Linked DNA regions of Pan troglodytes: region 2 is linked to region 1. A link is a contact called in public HiChIP or PLAC-seq data. All regions are on one chromosome and are shown on one strand. The core of a region is the stretch at or near the end of the contact, and the rest is flanking DNA. Distances in the headings are between cores, read along the strand shown. Region 1 holds the start of PHYHIP (phytanoyl-CoA 2-hydroxylase interacting protein). Region 2 holds the start of SLC39A14 (solute carrier family 39 member 14).

Region 1 (6,848 bases), core at 514-3,013:
TCCTAGGGACAGGATTTTATTATTTATTTATTTATTTATTTATTTTTCGAGGCACAATCTCACTCTGTCACTCAGGCTGGAGTGCAGTGGTGCAATCTCGGCTCACTGCAACCTCCACCTCCCGGGTTCAAGCGATTCTTGTGCCTCAGCCTCCCAAGTAGCTGGGATTACAGGCGCCCACCACCACACCCAGCTAATTTTTATATTTTTAGTAGAGATGGGGTTTCGCCATGTTAGCTAGGCTGGTCTCGAACTCCTGATCTCAGGTGATCTGCCTGCCTCAGTCTCCCAAAGTATTCGGATTCTTGTGAGCCACTGCGCCCGGCCTGGGACAGAATTGTAGTCCAGATGTCATGTGCTGGCCATCACCAGGAGGTTACGTTTTGCATCTCTTCTGAGCTCACCAGCTCGGCGTGGGTATGTCGGAGCAGGACGTAGTCATGCTTGGCCAAGGGGGTGCTTAGTCCTGCCTCAGTGCCACGCACCACCCCACATTCGGCAGTTCAGGACCTAGCCAGGCTCACTGAGGTTCTCACAGCCGTTTCAGGCAGGGTTGGCTTCTGCTTGTCTTTGCATTCTGTGAACTCTCACTTTCTGCTGCTGTTACCTCCTCTGACTTTTGCACTGAGGCCTGCCGCCTCAACTCCCTCTTGGTGAGTGTTTCTTAGGCTCAGCTCACACCTTCTCCTGCTCACCAAGGCCTCACCCTGGGCCTGCCTGGTGTCAGCTGCCCCCGTGCCAATCCTCCCCACCCCAGCCGCACTCCTGCTTCCACAGCCTCCTCTGGCCTGCACCCTGCACGTGCCCTGGAGCCGCCCATTGTTCTTTCTCTGAATGAGTATCTGTGCCCTACGATTTAGTTGTGTGCTCCTCATTCTCTAATTGCATCCTCTAAATGGCCATCTTCTCTCCCGTAGAGGACTGTGGGCTCCTTGCAGGAAGATGCTGTCGATATGATGGGAACAAGAACAGTTCTGACATATGACTGGCACTTCTGATGTGCCAGGCCCCGGGCTGGGCGATTTACCTAATTATTTCATTCCATGATGACAATAAACCTGTGTGATCCCATTTGACAGATGAAGAGAGGTTGAGTGGCTTGTCCAAGGTCACCCAGCTGGGTAGCAGTAGAGCAGGGATTCTCAGCACATCCATCTGACTATAAGCCTGTGCTTTTCACCACTGCGCAACCCTTTGTCCCTGCTTGTTGCTGGACTCACATTTCCTTGGATGTTCTTCCCGATGGCCTCCACGGAGTCTGCTTCTTGATGGCAGAACAGCCTCCTGCTGCCGTGAGAGCAGAATTACATTCTCTCCCCAAGATGCCCAGGGCCGGCTTCCTTTGTGCTCAGAGAGTGGGGTGGGCTGAGGACACTCGGAGCTTGGTGTGTTCTCCCACCCCCATTTTCTTACCCCTGTGCACCCTGCACTGTGCCACAGCCTCTCTCCCAGCCCCTTTTCCTGCGGACACCCAAGCTGCCAGAGGGTTCTTGCCAGACCCACAGGGATCCCTGAGCTGCAGGTCTGCCATCTCTCTCTAGAGTTGGTAAGAAAATGGAACCACAGTTCACCAAAAGGCCCCAAGGAGAGGCTCCGGACTGAAGACAGCCACCCCAGCTTCACACACCCCATCTGGACCTTTCCCCTCTACAGCCTCCCTCCCCTTCCCCCAATCAGAGTCTTTGCTTTGGGGCCCAAGCCCTTGGCTAAGCTCCACCCCTCTCCCAGCATCCTAAAGTTTGGGGGCTGCATTCAAGTCAGAGATTTCCAAGTAGGGGGTGTGTTGGAGGGACTTCTGAGGGCAGCTTGTCCTGGAAGAATGGGGGAAAGGCGGCGTGTGTTGCTGTCCCTGAGGACATCTGTGTAGCTCCCTGGGAGACCCTCTGCCCTTTCCCCCTCCCACCAGCCCGGCGAGCAGGGACCAAGCCTGCTTATTATCACCTGACGCTGCGCAGCCGCTGATCCCATTGGTGGAGGCAGATTCGGTCTGGCTCTCTCATTCTTTCTCCCTTCTCTGCCTCTCTCTCCTCCACGCTGCTTTGATTTCGCTCTTGCCTCTCTTCTTGCGCTGCTCAGCTGGGAACATCGTCTCACCAGGGGCAGCAGCGACGCGCTGCACAGCCAGACAGGAGCTGGCTGCGGGGCATGGAAGCAGCCTCCTTGGCAGCCGGGAGAGGAGCAAGCGCACGCCACTGCCTGTGACCCAGGCGTCCGGCTGCTGTCCCCTGCCTGGGAGCTCATCCACGCAGAGGTCTCTCCCTGTCCTCCCTGCCAGCTTTTCCTCTGCAGAGCCCAGTGGAGCCAGGTGAGTACCCTTCCTCCCTGGAACCTGCTGCTGTTGATCCTGAGTAGCCGGGATCTGGGGGCTCTAGGGTCCTGCCACCACCCAGGGTGCCCACCTGGACTGCCAGGCCTGACGACCTTGTCCCCTCTCCCCCCCCCCGCCCCAGGCCTTTGGCAAAGTGGTTAATGGCTGAATCCAGTCTCTGGGGCACCACAGTTAGTCACCCCGTGACCATTCTGCTGCAGTCAGCGATGCCAACAGGGACAGCAGGGTGGGGGAAGCATTCCCTGTGGCAGGGTGGCTGTTCTGAATGGGCATGGGGAAGGGGCACCGGTGTGCGCGGCGTGTGTGTGTGTGCGCTCGCGAGTTGGCTGGAGGCTTACTGGCGCAGATAGGTCCGTCTGCCTGCAGTCATGCTCATGTGTGGGTTTTGATGGTGTGAGGCATGTCTAGAAACATATCTTTCTGGCACACGTGAGGTACATGTGTGTGGGGGACTTATTTGAGTAGCCTGTGCGTGTGCGTGGGTGGGGACACTATGAGGCAGTATATTTAGGGGTAACCATGTCCCTTTTCATGTGTGTGGGAGTGTATGCAGACAGGGGCTTTCTATATGGGGAGGTGAGACCCAGAGCAGGATGGAGTGGGTAAAGAGAAGAAGGGGCAGAAACCATTGTCTGTGGGCAGAGCCACGTAGGTGCACAAACCTGTTGGCATGAAGGCTCAGGGCTGGCAGAGTGTGGCCAGAGGCAAACACATTTTCAAAGTCTGTCTTTGAGCCTGGAGATGATTCGAGAGAGAATACCAGACTTCGGGCGGGGGCTGCTGTGTGTATGAACACACATGTGTGTGCCGGCAGGCGTGTGGGTTGCGTGCCTTCTTGTGGAGGTGGCACACACACATGTTGGTGCCTGTGGCATCCTCTTTTCCCCACATATGGCTTGTGAGGCGGTGTGCGTGGACGTGTGTGTGCGTGAGCCTGTGGACATGAACATGTCTGGGTGTGCATGGAGGTGACAGCTTGAAGAGGGAAAACTGTGGGGCATTCTTAGAATGTGGAAGATGGCAGCAGGCACCTGAATGTGGAGATGGGTGTGTGGGAGTGAGGACATCTGCGGAGGTGTGGGACGCGGGTGGGTGGGCACTCTTGGCACATGTGTGTATGCGCGTGCGTGCCTGCCTGTGTGTGGGTGTGTACATGCCTGTCTTGGGGTGGATCCACACAGGAGTGTGGGTGTTTCTCGGGTGTTGCCTCAACCTGTCCCTCACACCCTGCCCTTCCCCAGTCTTCTGGGTGTAGAGAACTTGGGTTCACACCCACCCCTCTGTCCACCCCAGCTCACTCACTGCCACCCTCCCAAGCTAGCGGGGGGATGTCATCTCAGCTTTCCCAGAACCGTAGGGAGGGAGGGACAAGCAGACACCCAGGTCCTGGAGACCCCTACCGCCAAACACAGCTGCCCCTATTTCTAGGAGGACTCCAAGGAGAGGCAGGAATAGGTGCCTACTCATGGGACGAGTGTGGGCTGCCTCCGAGCGTGTGGGTGGGTGCCGCTCAGGGCCTCTTGGGTAGGAGTGTGTCTGTGTTCGTGTGTGCGTGTGTGTGTGTGTGAGGGGCACATGTGTGTCTCCCTGGGAGCTTCTCACCAGGTTCCCAAGAGATGGTAACTCCCCACTGCTCCACACCTGTCCCCATGAATTACAAACTGGTTTATTATGGTAGGTTTGTTTCCAGACACTCAATCCCATCTGCCTGATTTTGGGGTGGGCCTGGTAGCACCCCCATGCTTATTTACCATAGGATTCCCCATGCACAAAGCCACCGGCATTTGGCTGTGGGGTGGGAGGCTAAGATGAAACAGGACTTGAGTGACACCTGGAGCAGGTAAGGGCCATCACCTTTAGCCTTCACCCTGTACTTGCCATCCAGGCAACTCACAGGTTAATACAGAGGTGCCAGGCTCTGGAGCAAGCTTAATTGACAGGAAGGTGTGGGCTGGATCCTTTGGAAGCTATAAATAAAAGTACCTGCTTTTGCAGGCACAAGATGCCCTCACCACTAGCTCCTGGGCAAGGGGAGGAGAAAAAGAGGGGAGAAAGAAGAGAAGGAGGTGACATTTAGAAAAATGAGGGGTGCCAGGAGCTGGGCTGGAGGAAGGGATTGGAAAGCAGGAGACCAAATGCCCCTGGAGAATGCCCCACCCACATCTGCGGTCCCCTCCCAGACGCTGTCACTCCCCTTCCCTTTGCTCTTCCCCATCCCGGAGCTAGGCCAGCCAGGCCAGAGTCATGGCCAGAGTCAGCTCTTCCCAGCTAAAGCACACATGAGAGTGACCGTGATGAGGTCCTTTCATACCTGGACGAGCAGCAGACATAAGGGGAGAACCAAAGGAGTAAGACAGGGAGGGGAGAGAAAATGCAGTTGCTTGAAAGGAAATGATGGAAGGAGGAAAAATGCCAGGTGGAAACACCATGGGCACCCATGCATGCACACACGCCACACATGTGCCCCTCCACCCCCACACATGAGGGGACACTATCTTAGCTTAGTGATCAAGAGCTTGGGTGCCGGAGTTCAAATCATTTGCTCTCTGCGTGGCCTTGGGCATGTTAGTACCTCCCCAACCTCAGTCACCTCATCTGTAAAATGGAGATAATGATAGTGTGTGCCTACTTCCAAGGTTGCATGAGATGTCTGTGAAATTATGAGCACATGGCCGGCCCCTAATAGATGTTAATGTTAAAAGTCATGATTGAAAGGAGTCAAGAGAAGATTGGCCAAAAGAGAAAGAGGGATCATCAAAAAAAGTTATGGGTGGAAAAAGAGCTTGAAGCCGGCTGTGCCGCGTACCCCTCCCACCGCGAATGTGTCCACATGCACCAACGTGGCACTTGTCCTTCCAGCCATGTACGGCGGCAACGCTTGCTGACCCCAGTGAGGAGAGAGGCCTGAATCTGAGGGCCCTGGCACCTGTGAGCTCTTGGCTGTCACCTGCCCCAAGCCTCGCACCTCCGCTCCACAGCAGGTGCTTCCTGCGTTTCCTCCGCCTCTCACCCGTCCTCTCCACCCCCACCCCTTTCTCTTTTCACGCCTGCTGGCTGAGGGCCCCCTCCCTCCTCGGCTCCATCTGCTGCAAATCTGTCCCCGCCCGGCTTTGCAGCGTTCCCACTGCCTCTGCCACCTGTCAGGTGCCGTCTGCTCTGCAGACCCCTCCGAGGAGAGCAAAGAGCCCCCCGGGCAGGCACCCCGTTCCACCCTCCATCATCCTTCTCCAGCCTCCCCTGTACAGTCTTTCCCATCTGGTTCATGAGGCATGAGGATTCCAGGGGTCCTTGAGGTTCCGCCTCGAAAGGGATATTGGGAGGAGGACATTCCAGAAAGCTCGCCGGGGTCAAGGGATGTACTGACCCTTTCCCTCCTCCTCAGTCCCCACAGGAGACAACCCTGACGGGAGCATGGAGCTGCTGTCCACGCCCCACAGCATTGAGATCAACAACATCACCTGCGATTCCTTCCGCATCTCCTGGGCCATGGAGGACAGTGACCTGGAGAGGGTCACCCATTACTTCATTGACCTTAACAAGAAGGAGAATAAGAATTCCAACAAGTTCAAGCACCGGGTGAGTAGAAGGTGTCCTGGGAGCCCCTCCCCAGCTTCTGTTCCTGAAGGAGGCCGGATAAGGGAACACCTGGAAGTGATGGCTTGGAGTCAGAGGCTGGTTAAAATCCACACTCTTCTTCCTGTGTCATTTTGGGAAAGTTACTTGACCTCTCTGAGCCTGAGCTCCTTCCCTGGTAAAGAGGGAATAACAATGCCAAGCCTCACGGGGTCGTGGAGAGGATGCAGTGAGTCATGTTTGCGTGGTGCTTGGCCCGGCGCCTAGCACAGAGGGAGCGTTGTTATCAGCGCCACAACTGAGACTTCAGGCAGGGGCAGAGAGCCCGGGTAGGGTGGGGCCACAGGCTTCGCCTATGGGGATGACGTCTCAAGTCTCGACAAAGCCCCGGCTCAGGGCACAGCCTCGCTGTTGGCTGGGTGGGCCACACGGGCCTCGGTCGGGGCGGGGCCCTTTTGCTGTGGACTCAGTTCTCCCTCTCGGGCCCCTCACCTGCTGGCCTGCCATTTGCTTGACTTAGAAAAGGAATGGGAGAGAGTCCTCTGTGGGTGTGTCCTTTCCTGGGGTTAAAAGCCAGTGTGGGGGTGGGTGGGAGGAAGACCCCCATCCTCTCAAGCTGGCAGAGGCAGGGGGAGTGAGGCGGCCAGCTGGCTCCCAGGCCGACGGCACCGGCGTGGGTTACTCACCCGCTCTCTTTCTCTGGAACCGGCTCTCCCGATCTGGGTGTCTTTTGGCAGGCCAGTTGCCACGGTGACGTGAATGTTCAACACCACCCCCTTAACCCTCCCCCCCATGGAATAAGGCATATTTTCCCTTCCTCCCTGGCTTCTCAGCATTTGCCGTTGCCGTGGAGACGGCACTGCAGTGTGCAGAGCTCTCAAAGTCTCCTTAAAAAATGAAGGCCTTGCCGTCCTCAACTTTGTGGCTTTTCCCCTCCGTTCCCAAG
Region 2 (7,415 bases), core at 3,375-5,874, 130 kb before region 1:
ATACAAAAATTAGCCAGGCGTGGTGGCGGGCGCCTATAATCCTAGCTACTCGGGAAGCTGAGGCAGGAGAATGGCTTGAACCCGGGAGGTGGAGTTTGCAGTGAGCCGAGATCGTGCCACTGCACTCCAGCCTGGGCCACAGAGCAAGGCTCCGTATCAAAAAAAAAAAAAAAAAAAAAGATAAAAGATATGATTTGGCTGGGCACAGTGGCTCACGCCTGTAATCCCAGCACTTTGGGAGGCCGATGTGGGTAGATCACGAGGTCAGGAGTTCAAAACCAGCCTGGCCAACATGGTGAAACCCCATCTCTACTAAAAATACAAAAATTAGCCAAGCGTGATGGCAGGCACCTGTGATCACAGCTACTTGGGAGGCTGGGGCAGAGAATTGCTTGAACCCAGGAGGCAGAGGTTGCAGTGAGCCGAGATCGCACCACTGCACTCCAGCCTGGGCGACAGACTGAGACTCTGTCTCGAAAATAAATAAATAAAAATTATTTAAGACATGTATTTTTTTTTTAGATATCCAACCTTTATCTGATTTTTTTTATTAACTACTAATACTGAATGCACTGCCTAAGAGGGCCATTAGGAACTCGGCGGTAATAAATGTAGGGCATTCACCTTCTCATTCCACCAAGCCCCAAGATTCTCTGGGGCCTGCCCTTGGAGGGAGGTTAGGAGTTCTAACAACAGTCCGATCTCCAGTTGCCAAGGCGGAGAATTCGGTTTCCCATGGCTGGGCACTCTGGGCTCCCTTGGGCAGGCCAATTCTGTGGCTTTCCCGGCCTCTTTTCCTTGTGCAGGTCAGAGGGCCCAGCCTCTGCGTCTCTGCCTCTGCCAGGCCCAACCAGGGGCCCCCTGAGAGGTTTAATGCCCACGGTAGTGGGGGGAGGGGGGAACAAGATAGTGGGGCTTCGTGACCCTGTGTTCTAGGGCCTGCCCTCCTGTCCCCTAGGTGGGCATGAAGCCCTGGCTGGCGACAGTCGATGGGGCGGACTCTGGACTCCTTATCTCCTGGCATTCCACCAGCCCACCAGCCTGGAGGTCAGAGAAGCCCCACTGCAGACACCCGGTGAGTCCCGGCTGGGCTGAGCAGCAGGCCCCTTCCCTGCTCACTCCCCAGCCTCCCATGTCTCCAGGGAGTCTGGAAAGAGTAAGAGACTCCTCCAGAAGAAACTAACACCCCCTCCCTCAATAAGCACAGGGACAAATGGCCCCTTCCTCTTCTAGTTTCCAAGCAAAGACTGGAGGTGTCAGCAATTTCATAATTACATTTAGGATCAAAAATAGAACCCTTCTTTGGTCTTCTCCATCAAGTCTCTTGGCCACTGGCAACCATGTGACTCGGGAATACCAATTCACCTCCCTGGATCCAGTTTCTTTCACTGTAAAATAAAGGTGCTGGACTCCAAGATCACCAAAGTCCCCTGCTCAACATTCCATGGTTCTGGGGCTCAACAACATGGTGCAGCATTACCTTGGCCAGGTCAGGTGCAGGCAGGCTATTATCCTGACATAGTGGGGAGAGGGAGGTCCTGGTTCCCAGGCACGCACAATCTATTCACAACACTACTGTGTAAACCCCATGATTCTGCAAATGTTGGACAGGGATTGAGTTTCCTCTTGGAATAGTGCAGGGTGTGAGCAGGTAAGGAAGGAGGAAGAAGGTAAGCAGGGTTTAAAAACAGAACCAGTCCTGTGAGTGATATATACCCTACACACACGCACATGTGCACAGATGTGCACACACACACACAAGCACACACACACCACCCAGGCACACACAGGCATTGTTACTCCTTCCTGGCTACCATCAGCCCAGAGAAGGAGCATTTCTTCTCTGAAGAAATCAGAGCAGCTCCCAGAACCAAAGGTAGAAAAAAGTTTGTTTTCCCTAAGATTGCCCAATTGATCTGTGGGACAATCCCTGGCAGGCCACAGAAAAGCGGCCTTCCCAGAAGGGCAGGGAAATTGCATCCATGTTGCCAAGGAAGAGATGAATCAACCCTATGCCTGGGCTCACACCATTCCTACAACCCAACCCAACTATCAGCCTCTGGGACCCCTAAATAACCCACTCCACCCCACAAAAATTATGACGATGAGAATGATGACAAGCAGCCCTCTACTATGTTCCAGACAAAATCACGACATCCTGCAAGCTGGTGAGAACAGAAGTTAAGAAATTTCTCACTGCTGGAGAGTGACGGGGCCAGGAATTGAACAGAGACCCACCTATCTCAAAAGGCCAGAATTATTCCCGTCTTTCAAGGATGCCCGCTCTCTGAACTGAACTGTGCACAGTACGGAGGCTTCTCTTGTGTTGCTATCTTGTTCTTCATCTGTGGATGCTGTTTCTCCCCAAGAGTCTGCACTGGAAGGGTGGGGGCCAGGCCTTCTGCGTGCACCCGCCATGGTGGCCACTGCAGAGCCCAGCACAGACCAGACAATGTACATCCACAGGCTAAGAGTCCCAGAGCCCCAAATTCTTACTCTGGCCTAAAATACAAGGCCAATGATGCAGCTGCTCCAGCCCCCAAGTCCTCAGGTCAGTGAATTCCTCTAGCCTCTGCACTGGCTGGCCAGCTGTCAGTCAACACCTGGATTGAATCTCCCGCTCAGCACTGCCCTCCCTCAAGGCCCCAGAGGCCAGATGAGTAACAAATGATAAATTAAGCAAGAACCTGCTTTTGGCCTGGCCCTTTGGGAAGAGACAGTATCCAGAGGACCCCCTTCCACTGTCTGGTGCCCTCTAGTCTTACCTGCAAACCAACCCCAGCAAGAGGACCACTAGCCTATCTCCTGGCTACCACACAGGTAATGGGAAACTCACCTCTCTGAGCCTCCACCAGGAAAAGGAACATGTGGCTTTTAATTCCAGCTGCTAAGTTATGATTCTGGACATCCCTTCTCTTGCTTTACCAAGGATGTATATCCTTGGGGTGGCTCCATGGGGCCCCGGGGTCTGGACTTCGCTTTTCAGGAGCTGCATCCCGGGGGATATGCATCCAAGGATGTATATGGACAAGTTCTCGTCCATATTTAGGACTTAGGTTTTAAGAGGTAAGGATAGGCCAGGCACGGTGGCTCACGCCTGTAATCCCAGCACTCTGGAAGGCTGAGGCGGGCAGATCACGAGGTCAGGAGATCGAGACCATCCTGGCTAACACGGTGAAACCCCGTCTCTACTAAAAATACAAAAAATTAGCCGGGCATGGTGGCACGCGCCTGTAGTCCCAGCTACTCGGGAGGCTGAGGCAGGAGAGTCGCTTGAACCCGGGAGGCAGAGGTTGCAGTGAGCCAAGATCGCGCCACTGCACTCTTGCATGGGCAACAGAGCGAGACTCCGTCTCAAAAAAATAAAATAAAATAAAAGAGGTAAGGATTACGGAATTGTATATGCTGTGGTTAAGGAGATCTAGTCTGACCGTGGTACTGACCTGACCCTCCCAAGGTCACAGGGCCAGTTAAGAGCAGAGCAGGGACAGAGGCCAGGGCTAACTCCCAGGCCACTCCTCGGCAGGAGCACAGCCGTCCCAATGGTCTGGGGCTCCTAGGGGAAAGCCACTAAAGACATAAACCCAAACCAGGCTTGCTCCAGGAAGAAGGATCAGGTCAAAGCTGCTCCTAACCCCACGCTTCCATTCGGGCCACAAGAGAGCACTTAGCCACTCCCCAATTGTGTCCGGAGTCCTCCTGTACAGCCGAGCCCTTTAACTGTTTAGAGAAGCCTGTCTCTGGAACCCAGGCCCTGGCAAGCACCAGATCCTCAAAAGTGAACCCCTAGTCCAGAGCAGACGAAATATTCCCGGCTCAACTGGACCTCAGGATCAGATGATGAAACTGCTCGGATGGCGACTTTGTCCCACTGCCCTCACCCACCAAGAGGGGGCAGCCTGAACCCGACCACCTAACTTGGTCATTAAGGACCAAAAATAGCCAGAAAGCCATCCTCGTGGGCAAGCCAGGTTGGAGATTCGCTCAGCCGGAAGATTGGGTACATGTACCTTCAGAGGGGAGATGGACCGGCAGGGACCCGGGGACGCAGCTCCTGAAAAGCAAAGTCCAGACCCCAGAGCCCCATAGAGCCGCCCCTCGGACTGGCCACCTACTGTCTGCGTTCTGCGTCCGTGTCCGCGCGGGGGCTCCGGGAGCCTGGCTCAGCCTTCGGCGCGGCGACCCACGCTCTGGGCACCCTTCTGCGGCTCTAGCATCCCGCACCCTCCAGGCGGACAGGCCGCGCCTTGACCTCTCCCCTCGCCAGCGCGGCACCACCGCCAGGTGCGGCCTCCACCCACCCGTCCGGGCGTGTGCCGGTGCCCGGGAGCGGCGCCCGGTCCTCGGCGCAGGGCTGTCCCCGCCCCCACCCACTGCCCCAGCCTGGGGTGCGCGGCTCCTCCGCCGCTGCCCATCCCGCGGCCCTTGGCGTCCCCGCCCTCACCTGGCGCTCGGAGGCGGCCTCGGCCCCGCGCAGCCTCACCGCAAGGTCCCAGGCGACCGGCGGCGGCAGAAGCAGCTTAGCCGGTGCGTCCGCGTAGACACGCGCGCCGACCCCCCTCACTGCGTCCGGGCCCCGGCACCGCGCGCATGCCCGGCTATATACCCGGCGCGTCAGCGGCCGGACCCGCCCCCGGCCCGCCCCGCTCGTCCTGGGGCTGCCACGTGGGGCGGGCAGGCTGGGGACCTGGCCAGCCTGCGCCCTCCTGCGCCTCGCGGCCCTGGCTGTGGTCGGCGCCCGCTCCCATCCTTCATCCGGCCGTGACTCCCGAGGACCCGCAGGCTCCTCCTGCCTCCGGAAACCTCCCGTGAAGACCTGCTCCCTGGGCGCGGGAAGCTCTCACCGCCTAGCCTCCACCCCACACCCCCTGGAGGAGAGTCCTACCCACTCTATTTAAATGTGATTTTACCACTTCTGGTTCATCCAAAAAGCTTTTCTCTTCCCTCCCCAGTTCGGAAAGGTACTTCAGAAGGGGACGCTCCCTTAGATGGTGTTTCTTCTGCATATTTCCACCAGCCAAAAGAACCAAAATTTCCTGGTCGAGTTCCAAATAAACCATATTATCTTCACTTTTCAGACTTGATGCCGCACCGCTTCCCACAATGATCAGACGCCTAAAGAACCCTACTAACCCAAAGTTGGGAGAAATGTTAATTTGGGGGTGAAGAAGGTCCGAGGAGACTCTTCCTCTGTGGGACAGTCCCATTGAGATGTATATCGGGCCTGGGAAATGTAATAGATTTCTTGAGAAAATAAACCACCCTTTCGACTCCCATTGTTCTGTTCTGCAGGACATCAGGACAATTTCCTCTATGAGCTGAACCCGCTGCCACCTGGGCCTTGGGGGGCTCGGAGGAAGGGCTTTCTAGCCCAACTGTCGCGGCTTAGTACTTGAGCTGATCCTAGCACAGTGACTGGTCCCTAGACGGCACTAGCTGTCTCTAAATTTGCGCAGGGAAGGGGCAACATCCCACTCTCTGCAGGTCTTGCGGGGAGGACCCCCGTGATGGCGGCGCTAAGGAGAAAAGGAAAGCAGACAGTCGCTGGAGCCGGTAGCAAGAACTCAGCAGCTTGCTCTTCGCCAGGCCAGAGGGGGTCAGATTCTTCATATTACTTTTGAAGAGTGTAGCTGGGCCCCGGGGCGTTTCTAAAATTCAATTATCCTCACCCCGTAATTACAGTGCTGCAGTGGGTATGGGGGCAGGGTGATATTCCTCTCATTTATTTTCCAAGTGATTTCAAAGTAATGATATCTCTTGCAGAATTTCCCTCAGAGCCCCTTCATCTTTGTAATAACCCTATTTCTCTCTTGGTTAAACTCGGTGCTTTCCAGACATTATGTCATCCGTTTGGGACTCTCATCCCACTGCAGTGGGCTGTCAGAAAGGGGCCAGTCCCCGCCACACCTTTTGTTGAAGCACTGGAAAAGGAGTGAGAAGCCCACCCAGAGATAAAGTGAAATAAGTATGCTTCCAACACACAGAGAGCTCTGAAGGGTATGAAGCCCGTAAACACATATCCTAATGGAGTGTTAAATCTCTTAAAACCAAAGCTGGAGAGCAATCCCATGGCTTTTCCAGGCAAGTTGTCAATACTGTCCACAGGAGAACTAGGCACCCTTCAAGGAGATTGCTCGGCAGAGAGGGGGCAGGACCAGACACCCCACCACCGGGCCTATCATGGCGTTCTCACTTGTTTTCAACCACACTAAAGGTGGAGCTGTCAAAGTCCACATAGGCAAGCAGAGCTGATAAGCTATCAGTAATCCATTAGGGAATACAATTAATTATTAACAAAAGGTCTTAACTCTCCGTATCTACCCACACACAAAATTCTTTAGGCATCTCTTAAATCCTTCCTTGTTGCTGGGTAGTTCTCAGTTTCTCATTCCTGGTGCCAGGCTTGGAGGCCCACTTCTCTCTGCTCTCCACTTTTTTTTTTTTTTTTTTTTGACACAGAGTCTCTGTAGCCCAGGCTGGAGTGCAGTAGTGCAATCTCGGTTCACTGTAACCTCCCCCTCCCAGGTTCAAGTGGTTCTCCTGCCACAGCCTCCTAAGTAGCTGGGATTACAGGAGCCCGCCACCCTGCCTGGCTAGTATTTGTATTTTTATTAGAGACAAGGTTTCACCATGTAGGCCAGGCTGATCTCCAACTCCAAGCTCAAATGATCTGCCCACCTCGGCCTCCCAAAGTGCTGAGATTACAGGCGTGAGCCACTGTGACCGGCCTCTGCTCTCCACTTTTTCCTCTCATTACCCATTTTCACTTGTCAAAATTCTAACTCTCCAAAGTCACCTCTCGTCTGCAAGCTTCTGGATTTTTCTGAAGCATGTTTGAACTACCCTTTCATATTTTTTTACTGTAACCCACATTAAAAACATTTAACACTGCAACTCCAATATAAATAACAATACAGCAAACAAAAATTTCACAAAATATCCATAAAGATATGCATTGCAATGATATTTTGTTATAGTTCAATTTTTTTTAAAAAAAGTGGTAACAAACCCACTAAGTTGACTTCATGACCATTATTAGGTTGTGATCCACAGAATTAAAACTTTATATGGTTTATGGTACTTATATTTTTTCCCTTAAAATTATTTCACTTTAATCTCCAACCTTATTAGACCTTAATCTGCCTTGATTACACGAGATTTCCCTATATACCTGTATCTCCTAATGTAACATCTTGCATATAACAGAGTCTCAATAAATACTTGCTGGATGAATGAACGGGCTGGCTCACTAAAAGTTTGGTGTTGGGCAATATTTAAGGGAACTTAGCACAAAAATCTGACATTTTCATTGCTACTGTTTTCCTTCTGACAAGACACCACAGCTACCTGCCAAAAGATACATAGCCAGATTTCCCGTAGCTGAGGTGAATAGAACAGCCTTGGGAAATAAGCCA

Evidence for each region. HiChIP or PLAC-seq counts read pairs in DNA pulled down with a chosen protein or histone mark.
Region 2: a contact with region 1 is called in an H3K4me3 HiChIP or PLAC-seq map of stem cell-derived excitatory neurons, with 5 times the contacts expected there. The contact joins the promoter of SLC39A14 here to the promoter of PHYHIP in region 1. A contact is called at or near these places in 1 of 7 Hi-C or Micro-C datasets (stem cell-derived neural progenitor cells) and 1 of 1 datasets of contacts at active chromatin or transcription factors (stem cell-derived excitatory neurons).

The regions. Positions count from the first base shown.
Region 1 is chr7:30,556,773-30,563,620 of NHGRI_mPanTro3-v2.0_pri, reverse strand. PHYHIP (phytanoyl-CoA 2-hydroxylase interacting protein) reads left to right here and starts at 1,763. Exons shown (of 5, transcript XM_003311633.4): 1 at 1,763-2,305; 2 at 5,712-5,905. The coding sequence starts at 5,741.
Region 2 is chr7:30,693,260-30,700,674 of NHGRI_mPanTro3-v2.0_pri, reverse strand. It overlaps SLC39A14 (solute carrier family 39 member 14), which reads right to left and starts at 4,624. Exons shown (of 9, transcript XM_009454978.5): 1 at 4,445-4,624.